2 separate regions of the Capra hircus genome follow, and region 2 is linked to region 1. A link is a contact called in public Hi-C data. All regions are on one chromosome and are shown on one strand. Each heading gives the region's core, a stretch centred on a gene start, on an enhancer-like site or on the middle of the called end of the contact. The rest is flanking DNA. Distances are from core to core; before and after follow the strand shown.

What was found. A called contact is a pair of places that touch in the nucleus more often than the background predicts.
Region 2: a contact with region 1 is called in a Hi-C map of blood, with 4 times the contacts expected there. The contact joins the enhancer-like site here to the promoter of AAMP in region 1. A contact is called at or near these places in 3 of 5 Hi-C or Micro-C datasets (blood and liver).

What each region holds. Positions count from the first base shown.
Region 1 is chr2:29,501,905-29,505,531 of ARS1.2, reverse strand. It overlaps AAMP (angio-associated migratory cell protein), which reads right to left and starts at 1,677. Exons shown (of 11, transcript XM_018059525.1): 1 at 1,439-1,677; 2 at 816-971; 3 at 32-151. The coding sequence starts at 1,559. PNKD (probable hydrolase PNKD) reads left to right here and starts at 1,956. Exons shown (of 10, transcript XM_005676534.3): 1 at 1,956-2,075; 2 at 2,828-2,996. The coding sequence starts at 2,009.
Region 2 is chr2:29,572,327-29,575,953 of ARS1.2, reverse strand. No RefSeq gene overlaps it. Among named protein-coding and RNA genes, the nearest start is that of CXCR1, 9.7 kb to the left of the region's middle. Within about 2 kb of position 1,668, at least 1 of the 5 cell types and tissues checked has an H3K27ac peak or open chromatin away from gene starts, as enhancers often do.

The DNA.
Region 1 (3,627 bases), core at 428-2,927:
AAAGAGGCAGGACTTCACCGAGCCCCCTCACCTGCACACTCAAAGAGCAGTTCCCCATCACTGAGCCTCCACACAAAGGCTTTGTCGTCTTCACCTCCTGTCACTGCCAAGGTGTTGGTCTTGGGGTCCAGGCTCACACAGAACACTGATGCTGTCCCAAGAGATATTCCAAGAGTAAGGAAGTGGGGATCCCACCTAGGTCCCGTCCTTCAGGACCTTTGGGGAGCCCACCCCGTTCCACCTAAAGCAACATGTCTTTCTTCCTAGAAAAGAAGAGTGCATCCAAGCTCTTCTAAGTTTCAAGCATTCAGTTGTTGTTGAAGTCCCTCCCCAAACTTGCCAAATTCTAAGTCCCTCCCCAGGACACATCACCCTCCTGCGCTCTTCCCTTCACCCCTCACTTCTGTGGTGGACAAGAGAAGGGGATGTGTGTAGGGCTTACAATTCTCAGAGTGGGATGCCACCAGGTTGGGGGCTGAGTGAGGAAAGCCTGTGTTACTGGTTCCTTATCAAGAGTTAATATTTAAGAGATTTACCCAAAAGATGATCCAAAAGGTACTATTATCCCTAATTCAGAGTAAAGGAACTTTTATCAATGACAACTTTTTAAAAGGAAACTAAAGCCCAGAGACGTCAATAAAGGTCATAAACAACCAAATAGCAGAGACAGGATTTGAACCCAAGTGTGTCTCAACCGACTCCAGGAGCCAACAGCTCCTCCACCACAAAGGCAACATTTTCCCACCGCTACACAGCGGATGATGTTCAAATGTCCACCTGGACTGAACTTAGGACAGCTCTCCCCAGGGACCTACCAGAATGCAATGCAAAAGTGACCTCGCTGTCGTCGGGGCCCTCCATGCTGCCGACCACCCCTTCCTGGGGTTCCAGGACCCAGCCGTCCTCATTGCCCTCTTCTTCTTCCTCTTCCTCGAAGTCCACATCTTCCATCTCCTGGACCAGATCGTCTGCTTTGGGGAGAGGGTTAACAGACGGTGTGCGGCAGGCGGGAAGAGGGATGGCAAGTGTGGGGAGGCCCGAGGCTGGGGTGGTCATGTGGCGAGAGGGCAAGGTGAGGTCAGACAGAAGGGGTGAAGCGGGGCGGGGGTGAGAGGCGGCAGGGAGGAGGGGGCGTGCGGAACGGAGGACCGGAGAGCTCTGAGGATCTGGGGTTGGCCAGAGACCGTGTGGGAAGGGAGGACCGAAGGAATGATGGGAAGGGGGTGTGTGAGGGGAAGGGCCAGGGGAGGCGTCAGGGGAACCCCCACCCGGGCCAGGCCTGAGAACTAAGTGTGGGGCTGGGGGAGAGGGGAAGGGCGAAGGAGGTAAGTAGGAATGACAGGTGGGGTGGGGTGGGGGGCAGAGGGGGGAAAAGCCGGGGTCAAAGGCCAGGGGTAAGAGCCTCTTGTCCCATGGCCTGAGGATCCGCAGCTCTTACCCGGGTCCGGAGGACCAGGGTCCAGTTCTACCACCTCGATAATCTCTTCGTCACCATGGAAGCTTAGAGTCTCCAACGGGGGGGTGTCAGCAGCGGCCCCGCTCTCCGATTCGGACTCCATGCGGCGCAAGCGGCGGACCCACTTCTCTGGGCCCAAACGCCTCCCAGAGTCAGCTCTGCGCGACGACGCGGAACTCGGGCCCCTCCTCCCGGGAGGAAGTAGGCGTAGGCGACTCCCCGGCAGGGAGAGCGACGGCCTCTTGACCAATAGCGAAAGGGGTGGACAGGCTGAGTCACCAATCACAGGGCAGAAGCGGGAGACGAGGCCGAGGCGCGGCGAGGAGAACCCAAACTCGGCCCGACCTGACTCCGCCCCCAACAGGAGGGAAACAAGCGAGTGTGCGCGCTTCCGGGCTCTCCTGGGAAGAGTAGTTCTCTTGGGTCCGCTGCTTGGGCTTCTGGGAGTTGTAGTTTCTGATCTGTAGGCCGGACGGATACAGCGGGGGAGGCCCCTTACGCAAACTACAATTCCCAGCGGGGACTGCGGTGAAGGGGGGGTGGGATCTGAACATGGCGGCGGTGGTAGCTGCTACGGCGCTGAAGGGCCGAGGGGCGAGAAATGCCCGCGTTCTCCGGGGTAAGAAGAGGGACCCTGGGGAGGGCAGGACTGGAGGGGATACCCTTTTTTTTCACATCCCGCTAAGCTGTAGCAGGAGTTCAGGGCTGTCGATTGCTGCCCGCATCCCTCTGCAGGATTTTAAAGAGTCTGAGGGCTAAAAGGTGCTCTTTAAAAGTCAACCAGTCCATCCCTCAGCCTACGACACGTCTGGGGTCTTGCACGGAAAGGGAGCCTCAAGGAAGCCTTTTAGACCCCCGCGCTCCAGGTGTTTCACACTCACCGCAGTGCAGAGGAAAAGGGCCCTGGGCTTCCGGAGGCTTGGGTTCTAGCCCTGGATAATTAGCAGTTTGACCTTGGGCGAAGCAGTTCGTCTCTTGGGGCTTCAGTTTCCTCTTCTATAAAATGAGGGGACGGAGTAGACTACCTTTAAGCTCCCCCTCCAGTGCTAACATTCTGCAGTTTGCAAGCCATTTCTCGGATTTTCTTTCACACGTCTCACGCGAGCCCCACTGCAGTCCCTTCACATCCTGAGGTCTGAGGAGATGAAGAGCAGCGAAGCTCGCTCTCCCGGCACTAGGGTGATGAGCCTGCAGTGACGTGGAAGCGGCTTTCAAAGGTGCCACCTCGATGGCGATTTTCCCATTTCCCTCTGGACTCTGTCAGGCACCTGTTACTCCAAATTGCAGTCACTCCCCTTCCTCAGATCTCAACCAGTCCTCCCTAGGCTTTCTTCTCTTCTCTTAACTGACCTTCCTTGCCTCCATTCGCAGGGATTCTCTCAGGAGCCACTGCTAACAAGGCTTCCCAGAACAGGAGCCGGGCACTGCAAAGCCACAGCTCCCCAGAGTGCAAGGAGGAGCCTGAGCCCCTCTCCCCTGAGCTGGAATACATCCCCAGAAAGAGGGGCAAGAACCCCATGAAAGCTGTGGGACTAGCCTGGTAAGTTTTAACTAACTCTTTGCCCACCAATGGGGAGAGGCACCAGGGGCGGGTGGGACCCAGAAACTTCTCCAAGTTTCAGGTGATGAACTGAATCCAGGGTTGCCAGGACAGAATGGCTGGGTGCGAGGACTGGAATCTCAGAGGACTGGAGTAGGGGAGGGAGGTGACAAAGTCTGTGAAACTGGAGAGAGAGTGGGTTTTCTGTGCACTGAGCTGAGCTAATCTGATTCAGATTTGGGTCTATGGCCTCATCCTCTCTTTTGGGAGCTTGGGGCAGGACCCAGTTGAGGTTTTAATTGAGATCATGCAAGATTATGTTAGTTATACAGTAGTAGCACCTACAAGTCAGAGAATGCAATGGCAACGCACTCCAGTACTTTTGCCTGGCAAATCCCATGGATGGAGGAGTCTGGTAGGCTGCAGTCCATGGGGTCACTAGGAGTCGGACACGACTGAGCGACTTCACTTTCACTTTTCACTTTTATGCATTGGAGAAGGAAATGGCAACCCACTCCAGTGTTCTTGCCTGAAGAATCCCAGAGAGGGAGGAGCCTGGTGGGCTGCCGTCTATGGGGTCGCACAGAGTCGGACACGACTGAAGCGAGTTAGCAGCAGCACCTTTAAGTAA
Region 2 (3,627 bases), core at 419-2,918, 70 kb before region 1:
TTTCTTCTTAGATATATTAGCATGTGAATTATAGTCATAGCTTTCTAACGTAGAGTAATGTTTGCATGAGAGGCAGATATAGCCCACCTAATCATAAAAAAAAAGTGGGTTTGATAAAAGTAAAAGTTTTCAAGTGCTTCCCTGGTTGTCCAGTGGTTAAGACTCTCACTTTTAGTACAAGGGGCACAGTTCGACCCCTGGTTGGGGAACTAAGATCCCACATGCTGCACAGTCAAGAAAATTTTAAAAAATAAAATATGGCTAGATTTTTAAAAATGAAAAATGCCTTCTCCATCACTCCTCCACCCCTTGCCCCCTGGACCACAAACTGGGAGGATTAACCAAAAGAAAAGCATTTTCTCACAGTTCTTGAGGCTGGAAACCCAAGATTAGGGTGTGAGCAGAGCTGCTTCCTTCCGAGGGCTACAAGGGAGAATCTGTGCCCAGCCTCTCCCGCAGCTTCCGGTGGTGTGCTAACAGTTGTTGGCATTCCTTGGTTGTGGAAACACCACTTCAGTCTCTGCCTTCGTCTTCACATTGGTGTTCTCCTGATGCATTTGTGTCCAAATTTCCCTTTTATAAGGATACCAGTTTGTTAGACTAGAGCTCCCTCTAATGACTGCGTCTTAATTAATTACCTCTACAAGGACTCTATTTCCAAATTATGTCCTGTTTTGATGTAATGGACTTCAATATATGAATTTGGGGGGAAGGGACACAATTCAGTCCATAACATCCTCTAATCGAATCCTCCTTTGTCTCTTAGAGCTCTGCTCCACCACACTGACCTCTCGGCTTGGCTCCTGTCTGGGGGCATTGCCTGTGCTGTTCAGGCTTCTAGGAATGGTCTTGTGTAGATGGTCCCCCAGGTAACCCCTCATCTCCTTAGTGTTTGTTCGGTTGCTGCCTTTTCACTGGGTCCCACCCTATCCACCTATTTACAGTTGTATCTCCCCTAGCATTGCTGGGTATCTCTTTCCCCACTTTTTTTTGAGATGACATATTTATTTATTCATTTATTGCAATGTTTATTATTGTTGGACTTTTTTCCCCAAAAGATAATCACAAGCCTGGGGCTACATGGTGAGTGCCAGGCTAACAATATGAAAATGTTCCCTGCTTTACTTTACACATTTTTCTCTCCCCACAGCACTTATCACTTCCTAACATAATACTATACAATCCACTTGTTTACTATAGACACTATTACTTATCGTCTCTCTCTCCTCTCTAGAACATAAGCCTCACAGGGGCAGTGATTGTTATCTATTTTGATCACTGTATCCCAAGTGCCTAGGAGACAGCTTGGCCATTAGGGTGCCATAAAAAGTTGTTGACCAAAGAAAAGGAAAGAAATATGGATTATATTTCTAGAGACTGGGAGACCCACAGTGGGGTTGTCTTCTGTTTAACTCGCCTCTAGCCTCTGGGAAATTACACTGGAGGGAAAGGTGACCGCACCATGGGACCAGAAATCATGAGACCCCTAGCAATGCTAACAGCACCTGAGCTCTTGCAGGAGAGGAAAAAACAATCTACTCCTGGTGGCCAGGATCTCTGTAGTTGCGAGGTCAATCCACCAGAGGGAAGCATTACCTTCAAATCAAACCAAATACAGGGAGAGGGAGGGCAGGCGAGGTGGAGAGGGGCGGGGCAGGCGGTAAAAATACCCGCTGGAAGCCGGGTTAGGCAATCAACGTCTAGAACGGAACACCATCCTTTAAGGAGTGCAAGCTTTTTCACATATATTCATTGTCCCCTTAACGTCCTCCCAGATGAGAGTTTTGGGGCTTCCCAAGTGGCTGTAGTGGTTAACAGCCCCGTTTGCCAATGCGAGAGACAGAAGAGATGCGGGTTCGATCCCTGAATCAAGAAGATTCCCTGGAGGAGGGCATGGCAATCCTACTCCCGTAATCTTGCCTGGAGAATCCCCATGGACAGAGGAACTTGGCGGGTCACAAAGAGTCGGACATGACTGAAGTGACAGCATGCATGCAGATGCTGCTGCTGCTGCTGCTAAGTCGATTCAGTCGTGTCCGACTCTGTGCGATCCCACAGAGGGCACCGCACCAGGCTCCACAGTCCCTGCAATTCTCCAGGCAAGAACACTGGAGTGGGTTGCCATTTCCTTCTCCAATGCATGAAAGTGAAAAGTGAAAGTGAAGTCGCTCAGTCGAGTCCGACTCTTTAGGACACCATGGACTGCAGCCCACCAGGCTCCTCCATCCATGGGATTCTCCAGGCAACAGTGATGGAGTGGGGTGCCATTGCATGCAGATGAGAGTTTAGCAGCTCCCAGAGGGGCAGCGCTGCTTGGGATGAGCAGGTGAAGTTTATCACCCATTTGGTCGTATCTCACTCAACTTCTCACAGGCTTCATGAATAGTCCTGTCCCCGGGGCCACCCCTCTTCTTCCGCAGACCCTTCCTCCACACCAGCAGTTCTCGGCCTCTCTGTGTGAACTCACACTTTTAAACACAACACGTTGGGATGCACTTGGCAAGACAATTAAAAGGTATATTTCAGAGAACTGGAAATCTTTCCCAGATTCCTTACAGCTCACTTTTTTGTCCTCCAAATTTATGTTAGCTCAGGCTTACATCACAAAATACTGTGGACTCAGTGGTTTAAACGACAGATTATTTATTTCTCACAGTTTTGGAGACTGGAAGTCTGAGATCAGGGGGCTGGTTGCATGGGTTCTCTGTGAGAGCTGTCTTTCTGGCTTGCAGACCACTGCCTTCTGTGCGGAGAGGTAAAGAGCTCTGGCTTCTTCCTCTCCTTCAGTTCAGTTCAGTCGCTCAGTCGTGGCCGACCCTTTGCGACCCCATGGACTGCAGCACACCAGGCTTCCCTGTCCTTATGAGGACGCTAGTCCCACCATGCGGAGGCCTCGTGTAAAACCTAACTCCCTCCCACCCCTCAAATACCATCACATTGGAAGTCAGGGCTTCAGCCAGTGAATTTTTTTTTAAATAAATTTATTTTTTTTACGTTTGGCTGTGCTGGGTCTTTGTTGCTGCACGGACTTTCTCCAGCTGCGGTGAGCAGGGGCTACTCTTTGTTGAGGTGCTCAAGCTTGTTTATTGTGGTGGCCCTCAGGCTTCAGTAGTTGAGGTTCATAGGCCCTAGAGCGCAGGCTCAATAGTTGTGGCACTCGGACTGGGGATGGAACCCACGTCTCCTGCATTGGGAGGCGGATTCTTTACCACTGAGCCACCAAGGAAGCCTCAGCCCACGAATTTTGATGGTCCTGACAGATTCTGGGTCTGGGGAGGACCTCCTGGTTTCTTAGGAACCTCCTTTTGTTATTTTTTTCTACTTCTACTAAAATGTAATCATAGGAAGTGATCCCCATTACAGGGATTTGGGGATTTTCTTCCAAGAAAAAAAGAATTTTGCAGGGATACAGACATTATTCAGCCCATAACAAGCACCACATCCCAGTTTAAGGAGAATGACCTCCCTCCCCGATTGCACTCTCTTACATATTCATGAGACAAGGTTCTAGCAAGTGCTAATGAACTTCTGTCTTTCATGCAGCCTGGCTCGTTTTCTCTTACATGCAGCCCGCCACCCCAAGCTCTCCCTGGTGTGGCTCAGTTAGCATAATCAACATTTTGCCTG